Linked DNA regions of Gossypium hirsutum: all the other regions are linked to region 2. Evidence: chromatin contacts called from public Hi-C data. All regions are on one chromosome and are shown on one strand. The core of a region is the stretch at or near the end of the contact, and the rest is flanking DNA. Distances in the headings are between cores, read along the strand shown. Region 1 holds the start of LOC107897148 (protein maph-9). Region 2 holds the start of LOC107896978 (pentatricopeptide repeat-containing protein At1g63080, mitochondrial). Region 3 holds the start of LOC107897149 (probable sucrose-phosphate synthase 3).

Region 1 (4,880 bases), core at 709-3,208, 450 kb after region 2:
CTTCAAGTCTCTTCCACATTCCATAACATACTTGCCCAGATTGATTGTATATAAAGTTACAATATATGTATATACATATATAGAAAAGCTTAAAGTTGAGCATAGCTGTATCAAGCATGTATCCAACACTCATCTCAAGTTCCAAAAGCATAGCTTGAAAAAGGGTTAAAGCAACCAGCGGATTACATTGTTAGCTCAGAAGGTTTAGAGACCAACAGTGTGGTCTGTTTGTAGAAGAAAAGAGTAGGATAAAGGCAATAAAGGCAATAAAGGCAAGAGTGAGAGACAAGCTGATTCACTTGAACAGTTGAATAGCATTCAGCCAATAAAGTATATATATGCATGCTTGAATAATAGTCCAAAACTTACTATAAATCTTCAATGAAGCTGTTACCAACAAACCACATTGATGCAGGGTTTTAACAGAGAAAAACAAACAGTACACAAACATTTCCATTAGTCACTAGATTCACGTAAAATCCTTATTTTATGTTCTTCGAATTTAAAGGAAAAATCAGTTAAAAAACAATGGCACTAAAGATCTTACTCTCCAATTCCTGTTCTTCAATCCACATGGAACTTCTTCTACGCACTAGATCTTTCGCCTCTTTCTTCTTATTCTCATGTAGCGTTTGTTTCATTCTCCAATTTTCAAGCTTTTCTGCTCTTTCTTTCAACTGCATTCATGGAAATAGAACCTTGACCATTTGATAAAGACCAAGATTTGAAGGATCAAGTAACTTCATATTCAAATTGAGAAGTAGAAATAGGGCCATAGATATAAGGTAAGGCTAGGGGCTTAACCAGGCCGAGTTGAGCTCAAGCCTGAAAGAAACTTGAGCTTGATACAAAATCAATAAGATTAAAAAAAATCCAGCTGCTTGAGATCGGCTCAATTCCCATGCTCAACTTCAAACTCAATAATGTTAGTAGTAAGCAGAAGTATATCATCATGTTGACCGAGATCAACCGTAATTACCATATCACCTAGCCATGGTAGAATGAGAATCAACCATATCCAGCAGGGCATCAAGGGATAACAACTATTATGATATAGGATATCCATACAGTCAAAGTGTAAATGCCAGTATAAATTTAGTTCGTCGATTCAATGGAACAAATGGATAGGCTTGGGAGATTCTCCTACTCAACTTAAACTAACGAATAAAGGTAACAATAAAATTTAATTTCTTAACTGAACATTAACTTTATTTTATATATAAACTAACATAATCGAAAGATAGGCAAAGGAAATTAGGGTTTTGAATCTGGTGTTTCACTTAAACAAACCTACCAATCCCAATTTCCAATTTTTTTAATTTTATAACTGAAATTCATCATAAAATTCAAGAAACAAAGTATGAGTGGTAGAAGATTACCAGGGTTTGTCGAAACTCTTCTTCAGCAACGATACGCTCTTGAGCTCTAACCCTAGCAGCCTCAGCCTTAAGCCTTTTACGCTCCTCATTAGCAACTCGTATAGCCTCTTTCCTAGCCTCTTCTTTTCTGAGCTTCTCAAGACGCAACAACTCCATCTCGTGGATGTACTCCTTGCGTACATTTTTTACTTGCTTGGCGTAGTCTCGTCGCAACAGGGCGAGTTTCTTCTCGGCCTCTTTGGGGTTGTTGGGGGTCTTCCAGCTGCCCAACAAGGAGTTGGGATCTAAATATTTGTGGGTTTTCTGGTGGTGGTTCTGGTGGGATGATTTGGTGGAGAATGAGCGGGTGAGGGTTTTGGAGAGGGTCCTGAAAGAGTTCGGCATTGCTGTGTTCTTCGAAGCTACTCTGCTGCTGGTGGAGAAAGAGGAGGGTTTTGTTTGTGTTGGGCATGGGCTACTCTGCCATTAATGGAGGCCCAATCCAAGAAACAGTTCCAATTACTCAACACAACCGCCTAATCCCATCGTTCATTTCCCTTCTCCAAACTACACCCCAGTTTTCACTCATTAATCATTATTATTATTTTCTAAATTTTTTAAGGTTTAATTCTAATTTCGTACTTTTATTCCGCTGTTTTAATTTGTCGGAATTTGTTTTTACAAAAATTACGAAGTTGATCAAATTAGATAATATCATGATAGATCGATGACTTGAAAATTAACCGTTCATTAATTTTATATGTAAAGAGTTAGTAATAGTTTTGTAATTTGTATAGCAAAAATAAACTCTTCAAATTTATGTATTTAACTAATAATTGGATTAATTTCTCATTTTTCATAAAGTACAGATTAAATTTTGACAAATTAAACGATAAGGATGAATTTCTCAACTTTCTTAACATAGAGAGATGAAATTTAGAATTAAACCTTTTTTTTTTAATTTTTCTGGGTGAAAGGCACCGTTTACTCTTTGAATTTGAAAATTTTTCTTAATTTTGTCAAGTTTAAAGATTAATGTGAAAAAATAAAATTAAGGAACTAAGTTGACAACACGAACTAAAGTATGCTTTATTTCTCATTTATTTATCTATTTTGAGTTAAAAAATGTATTAAGTTTTTGTACTTTTTGTATATTCAACATATAGTTCTTTTACTTTTATTTATAGGAACTTCTTTACTTTTTTTATAAGTTTAATTATAGCACTGTTAAAATTTTTCTATTAAATTCATTGATTTGATATTTTAAAATAAAAAATACTTACTTGATAGTCATATAACAAAAAAAGACAGTTGTAATAAGTTTGAATTTAATAGAATAATTTTAATAATTTTAGATCCAAAAAGTAGAAGGATAAAATTAGTTAAAATAAAAGTAGTAAGACTAAATTACAAATGTACAAAGAGGGCAGGGAGCTATAGCACATTTTAACCATTACTTTGACTAATTTCAAGGTTTTACAGCGCGGCAAGTAAAACCGACAACCAGAAAGAAGGAAATTTGTAAAAACATCAGATCTGGGAATAATACATTGCTTTTTTTGTCTTTCGTAATTATGCGGAGGTTTACAAACTAACTAGTTGATTCGTTTTTCCGTTAAAAATTTCGGTTTTCCGTTGAACCAGACTGCCATTTTTTAACTTCTTCTTTCTATTTTGTTGCTTAGGTCGGGGCTGCATAGGCAGCATGGGAAACAAGGAGCTGGAGGAGGAGGAGTAGGAGCAAAGGGAATTTACGCCAAACTAACGATTGCTGTTGTGGTGCTTTTGATCTGCACGCTCTCGCTTTTGTTTTCGGCTACAATTGGCGGAAATCGCGGATCTCTAGAGCCTTCCGAGGTTAGTGGTTCTTGTAAAGAGTTAGGATCTGATCGTCTTGAATTTATTCCCTGGCTTTGTGATTAAATTTTCAGTATTAAGCGAATTTGCGGATTGCTTCTGTTATCAGATTGTTGAAACTTAATAAGGCATAAATGTTGTTAGTTTGTTGTAATGGGTAGCTAAGTTTGTTGTCTGAGTTAGTCTATAGTAATGCTCACGCTCTATAGAAGCCTTGGGGGAATCTCTTGTTTGATGCGTCTGCAAACCATCTCATTTGGTCGGTACTTTATTTGGCGTTTGTAATGTACCTCATAAATTGACCTATTTACTTGCATGAAAATTCATCAAAGTGGAAATGTTTTATTTATTGCATTGGTTTGGTTTTATGCTAATTTGCTAGGATCATGCGGATTAAGTCCAAGAGGATCATTAGCTAGTTTTCAGAGACTTTAGGTGTTTTTATGCATGATTCCGCTTCCTTTAACAATATTTGTTGATAGGTTTTTGTTATCTTTATAGGAAATGGTTTGAGATAATCGTAATAAAACAGTTCCTCTGTAGTCAGATGCTTGAGACTGGTTGTTGTATTATTTCATACTATATACCTGTGGGAGCTAAACCAGTGAATAGGATTTATTCTCGCCCTTTCCCACTTTTAATGGCTGGTCATCATTGTCAATCACTCTAACCTTTGATCATTCTTTTGTCTTTTTTCTGAAATATTTATTCAGATCAATGCAGAAGAACTTTGGGAAAGTGCCAAGTCTAGTGGATGGAGGCCTTCATCTGCTCCACGATCTGACTGGCCCTGTAACTACTCATAACTTTCCCAAAGAAAAAAAATTATGTTTGAATTGATTTTATGTAAAAATGTAAGTTCCTTAGAATTCTTATTGCTATATTCTGGCAGCTCCTCCAAGGGAAACTAATGGTTATCTTCGAGTCCGTTGCAATGGCGGTCTGAACCAACAACGCAGCGCGGTTTGTCTTAACCTTTTTGCTGTAAATTCTACTCTATCATACTCTGTGTTTCCATGGAAATCAAATGGGTGCAAGCCAGCTTGAGTTTTTATGGTTATGTTTTGTTTTAGATTCTTAGTGTAAAAAGGCTTAAAAGTTTAAAATAGAGTTAGATTGTATTGATATTGCTTCTGTGGTTTATAAATTTTAAATAAAATATTAAGTTTGCTTCTTTTGGTGTCCTAGATCTGTAATGCAGTTCTTGCTGCACGAATTATGAATGCCACACTTGTACTGCCTGAGCTGGATGCAAACTCCTTTTGGCATGATGAAAGGTAATCTTGTCTCGTCATTTCCTTACCCCCTTTTTTTTCAATTTATTTGAAATTCACTGGGTACTTCTATAACAGAAGCAGTGTACGTGATGAGTATGGACACAGATTTTAGATGGAAAATTTTCAGATAGAATTTAAACATTTATTTAAACAGTGCAAAAACTTAATGGCTTGGCAATTATAGGCATTTTCTTTTTTGGAAGCCATAGGAAGTGAAATTCTGATTTCTTGGATTTGGCATCTTAGAGAGGCTAACAGAAGATTATTAAAATTTATGATTGTTTGCAATATTTTCATCTGCATTTGTGAAGCTTAATGTGTTCTCTTGCTGTGCATGGCTTTATCTTTTCTAATTTGTTCACTGGGGAATAGGTGGCTTCCTCTCTCT
Region 2 (4,631 bases), core at 2,024-4,523:
TTGTTGCTACAGGATTTTGTTTAGTTTTCTAAGGAACAATACTTTTGAGAACATGGATAGGTTGCTTCCTTTATCTTTTCCTTTTCATTAGTAGCCTAATGCATCACTAAAACCTAACAAGAAATAGCTTTCAAGAGGTCGATTCCAGCTTCCTGCTATGGAACTCCAAATGGAAGTCATAGGTACTCACTAACAAGAAATAGCTTTCTTTTTCTGTACACATGGTTGATCAGTCATGGCTTGAGCAATGGCCAGAAAAGCAGAGGATCCTCCAACTTTAGAAAATTAAACATAACCATTTTGGACATGTACCTGTATCCAACCGTAGCACACGAGTCCGAGTACATAGCTAGATCTTAGGTTCTCAAACAATGTATTTCCAACTACTATACCTTCCAAAGCCTGTCTAGCTCTTTAGGAAAGTATAGAGAAGATCACTAAAATGCCTATATAGATGGCATTGTTTCTGTCAAGAGCACAACTGTATAATATGCATAGTAGAACTGATTTCGACTTCATTAAGGGCTAGTTTAGCATTTCTTCCAAAGTACTTTTGGGCCAAAAAGCACTTTTGAGATAAAAACATTGCTAAACAAGATGCTTTTGAGCAAATACTTTTAGGATAAAAAAAATGCTTTGCAAAAGCACTTTTTTAACCAAAAGCAGAACCAGAAAATTTTAGTTTTTACTCAAAAGTGCTTTTTGGCTCAAAAATACTTTTGAGAAGTAATTCTGAACTAAAAGTCTAAGAAACAATCAGACTGCATTTTGGTGAAAGAATCTGGCAACAAAACTAGTGTACGAGTCATGTACCTTTCACCAACGAGGAAAACACAAATGAAGTATAACCAATGCTTAAGGTCTGTCCACAAATTTTCAAGTCAGCCTCTCCTCATATAATTTTAAACCCAGAATCATTGTTTATTTTGTTTCAGAACTACAGTCTTAGCCATTAGTAAACTAAGATTAAGTTTGACCAATCCCATATAAAACGCAACGGTGTCATCCTGTATTCTTCATCCACTTATATTTCCTTCTAATAATAATTATTACATAACATTCCAGAGCGATAGAATTAATAGTGCCACTGCCAAGGCTTTCTCACCTCTCCTTGGCATTCTCCTTCTAACATTGATGGCATTCGGGGTGACAGCCCTCAAGCAAAAGCCTGATTATGGCATAAAAAGAGAAGCCAGTATGAAAAGTGAAGCCTGGTTATGGTGATGATTCATCTAAGCATGGTTTAGATGGAATAACAGCAGACAGCCCTCAAGCAAAGCCAGACGATGAAGAAGATATTCCTAACTATGACATTTACAAGCCTAAACAAGAAGAAAACCGTGAGGAAAAAGAAAAGCCTTATGTTGTTAAACCAAAACCAGAAGAAAAACAATATTTCGGTTTCCTACCTATGTTAAACCAAAACCAGAAGAAAAGCATTATCATGGCAGTAAACCAGACAACTAAAAGCAAGCAAAGCCAGATGAAAAGTGTGTTATGGAGGAGGGAAAAAAAAGGCTGTCTACGAACCAAGCACAAGAAAACAAAAATCAACCCGAGTGAAGGAAAGCTTTACTATGGCACAAAACAAGGTAATGGCTTTACACCTCTTCGATCATTACCCTGTAAGTAAATTCATTTACACTTCTTCAATCATTATCCTGTAAGTAAATTCATTCGGCTTCACGCCTTTTTGATCCATCACCTTCAGTACTTCATGAGTTTTTTCTTTTGTTCCTTGTTTGCTGATAGCATCCAACAAAATGTTAAAAGTTTCAACATCAGGTACAATATCTTCAGCAACCATCTTACTAAGCAAGCTTGTTGCTTCTCCACATTGTCCTGATTTGCATAATCCATGTATTAAACAACTGTAGGTGACGATGTCTGGTTTCAGATCTCTCTGAATCATTAATTTGTACAAGGTAATGGCTTCTTCAATCTTTTTTTCTTTCCACAAAGCATTGATTAAAGAGCTTAAGGTTTCCACATCAGGCTGGACTCCATTCAACATCCTACTATACAAGCTAGTCACTTCTGCACAATTACCTAAACTCCACAATCCAAGTATTAAAAAGCAGTAGGTGACAATGTCAGGTATTACATTTCTCTGACTCATTAGTTCCAACATGCTAATGGCTTCTTCATACTTGTTTTCCTTGTACAAAGCATTGATTAAAGATCTTAAAGTTTCCATATCAGGCTGGACTCCTCCATTCAACATCCTACTAAACAAGCTTGTGGCTTCTGCACGTTTATCTGAATTGCACAATCCACGTATTAAACAATTGTAGGTCACAATGTCAGGTTTTACACCTCTCTGACTCATTAGTTCCAACATGGTAATGGCTTCTTCAGTCCTCTTTTCCTTGCATAAGGCATTGATTAAAGAATTGAAAGTTACTACATCAAGATGTACTCCTTCATTCATCATTCTATTGAGCACGGTTGTTGCTTCCGTCCATTTGCCCGAACTGCAAAACTCATATATTAAACAATTGTATGTGACAACGTTAGGTTTTACATTTCTCTGTATCATTAATTCCAACACAGTAAAGGCTTCTGAAGTCCTCTTTTCCTTGCATAAAGCATTGATTAAAGAATTGAAAGTCACAACATCAGGATGGACTCCTTCATTCATCATTCTATTGAGCAAGCTTGTTGCTTCTTCCCATTGCCCAGAATGACAAAGTCCTTGAATAAGAGGATTATAGGTAACAACATCCGGTTTCACGCCTTTCATTAGTTCCAGAATTTCAATTGCCTCTGATGACTGCCCCTCCTTGCATAAAATATATATCATGGAATTGAAAGTTAAAACGGAAGGTAAAATTTCAGATGCAATCATGTTTGCAAAGAAATTCCTGACCAATCTCCATTCGCCAAACTTGCATAAGGCATGAATTAGCATAGTATAAGTGATAACATCAGGCCTTGTGCCTCTTTGGGTCATTAAATCAAATACAAATATTGCTTCTTGGATCTTCCCATCCTTGCAAAGAGCAGAAATTAGAGTATTTAAGGTATAGACATTAGGGGAAATCCCCTTGTTACCCATGTCAACTAATAATTCTTTTGCTTCATCCCACTGGCCAACGCTGCAAAATCCATTAATCAACGAATTGAATGTAACAACATTAGGCTTAATTCTCCTATCTAACATATCTCGAAAGATAATCAAAGCCTTGTCCATGCAATTCTCTTTACAGAATCCATCAATAATTGTACTATAGCACACCGCATCAGGTTGAAAGCTTCCATTTCCATTCATCTTTAACAGAAGAAGAACAGCAAATGAGAATTCCCTGATCTGCAAAGTTCCCTCATAATAATACTGAAAGTGTATTGATTATGCGGATATCCAGTCTCCAATATTTTCCTAAACACTCCCATTGCCTTGTTAATCTTACCCTCATCGCTCAGTCCAATAAGCAGAGTATTCATGGTATAATCGTCAGGTTGAAGACCAAGTTTTACAATCATAGCCAACACAGAGAAACCTAAGTCCACCTTCTTCAAATTGCACAAACAAAGGATCCAAATGTTCATTGTAAAGATATTAGGTTGGAAGTCACTACAACCCATAATCTGTTTACACATGGAAACAACAAATGCACATTGTTCCATCTTGGAGACTGCTCCAAGCAGATAATTGAAAGCCGAAACTGAGGGCAAGGGTCTCATTGAAATCATGGAATTGAAAAAACCCAGAGCTTCATCAAGCTCAAGGGATCTTGATTTACACTTATGTATGACCAAATTCTCGAGATAGGTGGGTTTGGACATACCCATCTTGACATTTTCATCAGAAGCAGTAGAACAACTGGAAAGAAAACACGTAACGGGCAGTTTAGAAAAAGGAAAAAGAAGAGAATTAGGAAGAATAAAACCAGAAATCGTTGAGGTTATTCTCTTCGTCTTCATTACCGTCTCCATATCATCACTGTACAGTTGCAATTGAATCAGTCAGGACAAAACTATATTTGGCTCGGAGAGACCATTTTTTTTTAAATAATAGGACTGGACTTTATTGAAAATGAACTGGACCCAGCAATAAAGTTCAACAGATAACAGAAGCCCAGCAGCGAGACCCACCGGGCAAAAAGAAAACACAAAAGAAATCGGAAGAAGGAAACTAAAAGTCCCCTGTCAAGTCGAATTTAATGAAACTGCCACCCACCACTCTCCAAATCTACTTTTCGTCAAAATCAGAAAAAGGAAGCTACTTTTCATCAAAATCCTTTATCTTCTTCTCCGATAGTACGAAAGACCTTTGAGATTCTCAGTCAGGTTCACGTTCCAGCTGCCTTCCCAGTCCCAGCGAAGCGACGGTGTAAGAAGGCAGACTCCGTTCCAGGTAAAACTCCTCTTCTCTCTTTAAACTCTCTGTGGCAATAATACGAGTTGTCTGATTTACCCGTCTAAGAATATACTTAAACCATATCTTGTTAAATCGACCCTTATTCTGGTGTATTTTCTCTAATATAAGCTCCTATTTCTGGCTTGTCTTCAACATCAGCCTGACATTTTTTTATAATTGTTAACGCATCTCCCTCGATTTCTACTGCGTCCAAACACATGGTTATCCCCAACCTAACTGCATGAGCGCATGTACAAGCTTCCGCGACAAA
Region 3 (4,417 bases), core at 419-2,918, 360 kb after region 2:
TTGTTTGGGGTTACAAATTGAGCACCTAAAAGAAGGAATCCTTATGCATCAATCAACGTATATTTAAAAGGTGCTAAAGAGATTTTATATGGATAAGGCACATCCAATAACTACCCCGATGGTTGTAAGATCACTTGATCCAAGTAAAGACCCTTTCCGTCCTCGGGAAGATAGTGAAGATTTTCTTGGTCCTGAAGTGTCATACCTCAGTGCAATTGGGGTATTAATGTATCTTGCTAGCCATACCCGACCTGATATATCTTTTTCTGTAAATTTGCTAGCAAGATTTAGCTCATGCCCAACTCAGAGACATTGGACTGGAGTAAAACAGATATTTCGTTATCTCCAAGGCACAAAGAATATGGGTCTATTTTTCCCTAATAAATCTAAGACAGAGTTGATTGGTTTTGCAGATGCAGGATTTATGTCAGACCCTCATAATGGAAAATCACAAACTGTATATGTTTTTACATATGGAGATACTGCAATCTTTTGGCGCACAATGAAGCAAACAATTACAGCAACCTCGTCTAATCATGCAGAAATCTTAGCAATCCATGAAGCAAGTCATGAATGTGTATGGTTAAGATCTATGATCCAGCATATAAGGAATAATTGTGGTTTATCATCTAGAAAGGAAGCTACAACTGTCTTGTTTGAAGACAACACAACATGCATTGATCAGCTCGATAGTGGATACATCAAAGGTGACAGAACAAAACACATTGCACCAAAATTCTTCTTCACTCATGACCTCTAGAAGATTAAGGAGATAAAAGTTAAGCAGATCAGTTCAAGTGAGAATTTAGCAGATTTATTCACTAAGGCGCTTCCTACATCAGTGTTTCAGAAGCTTGTTTACTACATTGGAATGCGTCACCTTCGTGATCTCAAGTGATGTAGCCATTAGGGCGAGTTAATACGCGCTGTACTCTTTTTCCCTTAACCTTGGTTTTATCCCACTGGGTTTTCCAGGTAAGGTTTTCTTAATGAGGCAGCATATCAAGCGTATAATTATGTACTCTTTTTCCTTCACTAAGTTTTTGTCCTACTGAGTTTTTCTTAGTAAGGTTTTAACGAGGTATAATTAGATAATAAACATCCAAGGGGGAGTGTTATGAAATATTTATGTGGATGTCATTATCAACTCCATAAGTTATAAAACTTTTTCTATATCCCATTAATATGAGAGATAAAAGGTCATAACATTTTACATGCCCTATAATAATTAGAGAGTTACTTTTAACCCCTATATATATGGGGCTCATGTACTCATGAAAACTATATATATAAAAAGAAGATACACTCTCTCTTCTATATTCTCTCTACACTCTTTCTTCTATCACATTGTAATTTATTCTTTTTTTATTATTTCACAACATTTAATGATTAATTTATAATTTTTTAAAATTAAATGATCAAAATATAAATTTATCTACTAATCAGTTATTTAATAAAAACACAAACACCCAAATCTGTGGAGTTTTAAAAGGAAAAACAGGAACGAGAAGCGGACAATCCATGGAAAGGTGAAGAAAGGAAAACAAATACACCCAAATCCACACCCACACCTTGCATTCCATATCCGAACTGTGTGAAACTAAAGCTTTACATGCAATTTTTTTATTTTATGTAAACGTGTCGTCATCTGGTTAACCCACCATTCTGTAGCCATGTGTTCCTTTTTGCATGGACCTCTCTCCCTTTCTCTTCGCTTCTCTCATTAAGTTGTTCTCCCTTCACTTTCTCTTTGTTTATTAATGCCTTTCCTTCTCTTCCAGGACTCTTTCCACCCTAAACGAATTCTACCTTTTTCAAACCTTTTTTTTTTCAAAACTTTCTTCCCGAGTTCTTTTAACGTTTTTATTATTAATTCAATGTAGACACCAAGACACTCCCCTGTATATTTCTTTTTCTTTTCCTATCATTATTGTTTTGTTTCTATTTTCAAATTCAACAATTTTGTATTCATACTTTGTTTTTGAGTTCTAAGTGAAAAAACATAAAAACACTTCCCTTGTACCTGAAGCCCGAAACACAAGGCAGCCTTATGTTGTGTTGATAAGTTTTTTTCACAGAATTGCTTTGATATTGAAAAATCAGGATGCTTTCTTAGGCCAAGAAAGCTGTAGAACTGGCTTTGTTTTCTGGGAGAAAGTGAAGGAAAAAGAATGGCAGGGAACGAGTGGATAAATGGGTACTTGGAGGCAATATTGGATAGTGGAGCAGCAGCTATCGAGGAACAAAAGCCAACGGTGGATTTGAGAGAAAGAGGTCATTTTAATCCCACAAAGTACTTTGTTGAAGAGGTGGTGACAGGTGTTGATGAAACCGATCTACATAGGACATGGATCAAGGTTGTCGCCACCCGGAATGCCAGAGAACGTAGTTCCAGGCTCGAGAACATGTGCTGGCGCATTTGGCACCTTACCCGTAAAAAGAAGCAGGTCCCTCCTCTATCCTTCTATCATTGTTACCTTTCTATTCTTTTTCATTTACATGTACACACATATATGTATATGTATGTGTGTGTGTGTATACACACATCACCATGAAAAGCTGTTGAAATTATGGCTTCCATTTCTTAGTTTTAAAATGCAAATTTCCAAGGACATGTTACATGTATTCTGTTTGTAGTAAAAAGTACCTGACCTTAGTGATTCATGTGAAGGAAAAAGTACATGTATAATAAGCATACTTATTTGACCTTATGTGGATGGATGTTAAAAGTTAGTAGGCTCTTTTAGGCCTTTTCCACAAGAAGTAGGTGACTGCAATTACACCCTTTGGTAAAGAGAGGAAAATTATGAATCATTTTGAGCAATTGGCATTCTTAAATTGTATTGGCTCTTCTTTTATTTTTACTTTTTTCCTTATGCGTTTATGATTAATCTAGATTCGGTACTTTGTTGATCAGGCTGAATAGCCCTTGATTCCTTTTAATGCAGCTTAAATCTACAAGTATGTATGATAAGCCTGACTGAAGTTAGCAAGAAACCATGAAAAATATTAGTAATGAATACGTGTATAATTGTATAGGCACGTGTCTTTGGATGTCCATGTACGTATGTGAGGACTAGTTAGGTTGTCTTTCTCGATTATCCAGTCCGGTTAACAGCTTGAATATTTATATCTGCTCATTTTACTATATGGTACCTTGTGTTTGAAGAAATTCCTTGTTGAAGGTAGTTAACTCTGTAAAATGGACAATTCTGTAAGTGCTTCTTCCTGTTTAATTCGACTAAATGAGAGTTTTGCTAGAATAGTTCTAAGGTCTGACATTTCCCCTTTTAAGTAAAATAATATATTTTGAGAGCCAAGAAACCTGAAATAAGCTTTTACTTACTGAAAATGAAACAATGTAGAGGACTCAAATCTCAATCTTGTTATGTAAATAGTTGGAATGGGAAGAACTGCAAAGATTGGCAAAGCGGAGGTGGGAACGTGAACTAGTGCGCAAGGATGCCACTGAGGACTTGGCCGAAGACCTGTCAGAAGGAGAGAAGGGAGACACTGTGAGCGAGTTGATACATGCTGAGACCCCAAGGGTAACTTTCCATATTAACGCTTCCAGCTTGGAACTGTGGTCAGATGACAAGAAGGAAAAAAAACTTTACATTATCCTTATCAGGTATCATTTTCCCTCCTAGTATACATCAATCTTGAGTTCATCTTAGATTTGTCCATCTTAAGCCTACTTTATAAGTTAGTTTTTGTCCATGGATTCAATGTACAGTTTGATAAAACCATTTTTGGTGTCGTATTTCGTTTAAAACTTTAGAAGAGAAAGGAAGTGCTTACTTGCCTAATGATAGCCATTGCAATTTAAAATGGTTAACCCCATCCTCTAGTTGAGAACATCCATTGAACCGAGATGAAGACAAAGGACTTATCTACTCTATTTAGTTTTTCAGTTAAACCAATGATTTGTTATTGGAAGAGATGGCAAAAATCTTTTCAACTTACATGTGTATTTTTCATCTTCCCAATGATTTACATCTTTCATTAACGGAAAATTTTTATGTATGTAGTTCTTGAATTTCTTCATTTCATTGTCCATAGAATTAAAAAAAGAATGTAAAGTGACACGAACATCCCTGAAAGTTACCATCATGATTTTACTCCAAGTGGCATGACTTCCGTGCATTATAATGGAAAAGTAACTTCAGAAATTCTATAAGGAATTCTCCATTAACAGTTCAATTGAAGCACAGTTTCATTTATTTTCTGTAAACCAGTTTGCATGGTTTGGTCCGAGGAGAAAACATGGAGCTTGGTCGAGATTCTGACACTGGTGGACAGGTAAATGTTGTATTACTAAACGATATATATATATTTCTCATATTTTGGCCTCCAATTATTTTCTGTTTTCATGAAAGATAAAATGATCCTCAGGTCAAATATGTGGTAGAGCTTT

The links. A called contact is a pair of places that touch in the nucleus more often than the background predicts.
Region 1: a Hi-C map of leaf shows a contact between it and region 2, with 3 times the contacts expected there. The contact joins the promoter of LOC107897148 here to the promoter of LOC107896978 in region 2. A contact is called at or near these places in 16 of 34 Hi-C or Micro-C datasets (callus, hypocotyl, leaf and 2 more).
Region 3: a Hi-C map of hypocotyl shows a contact between it and region 2, with 2.9 times the contacts expected there. The contact joins the promoter of LOC107897149 here to the promoter of LOC107896978 in region 2. A contact is called at or near these places in 8 of 34 Hi-C or Micro-C datasets (callus, hypocotyl, leaf and 1 more).

What each region holds. Positions count from the first base shown.
Region 1 is chrA10:70,890,098-70,894,977 of Gossypium_hirsutum_v2.1, reverse strand. It overlaps LOC107897148 (protein maph-9), which reads right to left and starts at 1,958. Exons shown (of 2, transcript XM_016822495.2): 1 at 1,380-1,958; 2 at 340-677. The coding sequence starts at 1,763. The coding sequence ends at 519. LOC107897144 (O-fucosyltransferase 1) reads left to right here and starts at 2,828. Exons shown (of 10, transcript XM_016822492.2): 1 at 2,828-2,940; 2 at 3,044-3,215; 3 at 3,929-4,007; 4 at 4,108-4,178; 5 at 4,404-4,492. The coding sequence starts at 2,933.
Region 2 is chrA10:71,342,548-71,347,178 of Gossypium_hirsutum_v2.1, reverse strand. It overlaps LOC107896978 (pentatricopeptide repeat-containing protein At1g63080, mitochondrial), which reads right to left and starts at 3,273. Exons shown (of 1, transcript XM_041079162.1): 1 at 1,541-3,273. The coding sequence starts at 3,271. The coding sequence ends at 1,640.
Region 3 is chrA10:70,984,473-70,988,889 of Gossypium_hirsutum_v2.1, reverse strand. It overlaps LOC107897149 (probable sucrose-phosphate synthase 3), which reads left to right and starts at 1,668. Exons shown (of 13, transcript XM_041079160.1): 1 at 1,668-2,447; 2 at 3,399-3,631; 3 at 4,239-4,302; 4 at 4,396-4,417. The coding sequence starts at 2,172. LOC121208013 (secreted RxLR effector protein 161-like) reads left to right here and starts at 119. Exons shown (of 1, transcript XM_041078540.1): 1 at 119-760. The coding sequence starts at 119. The coding sequence ends at 760.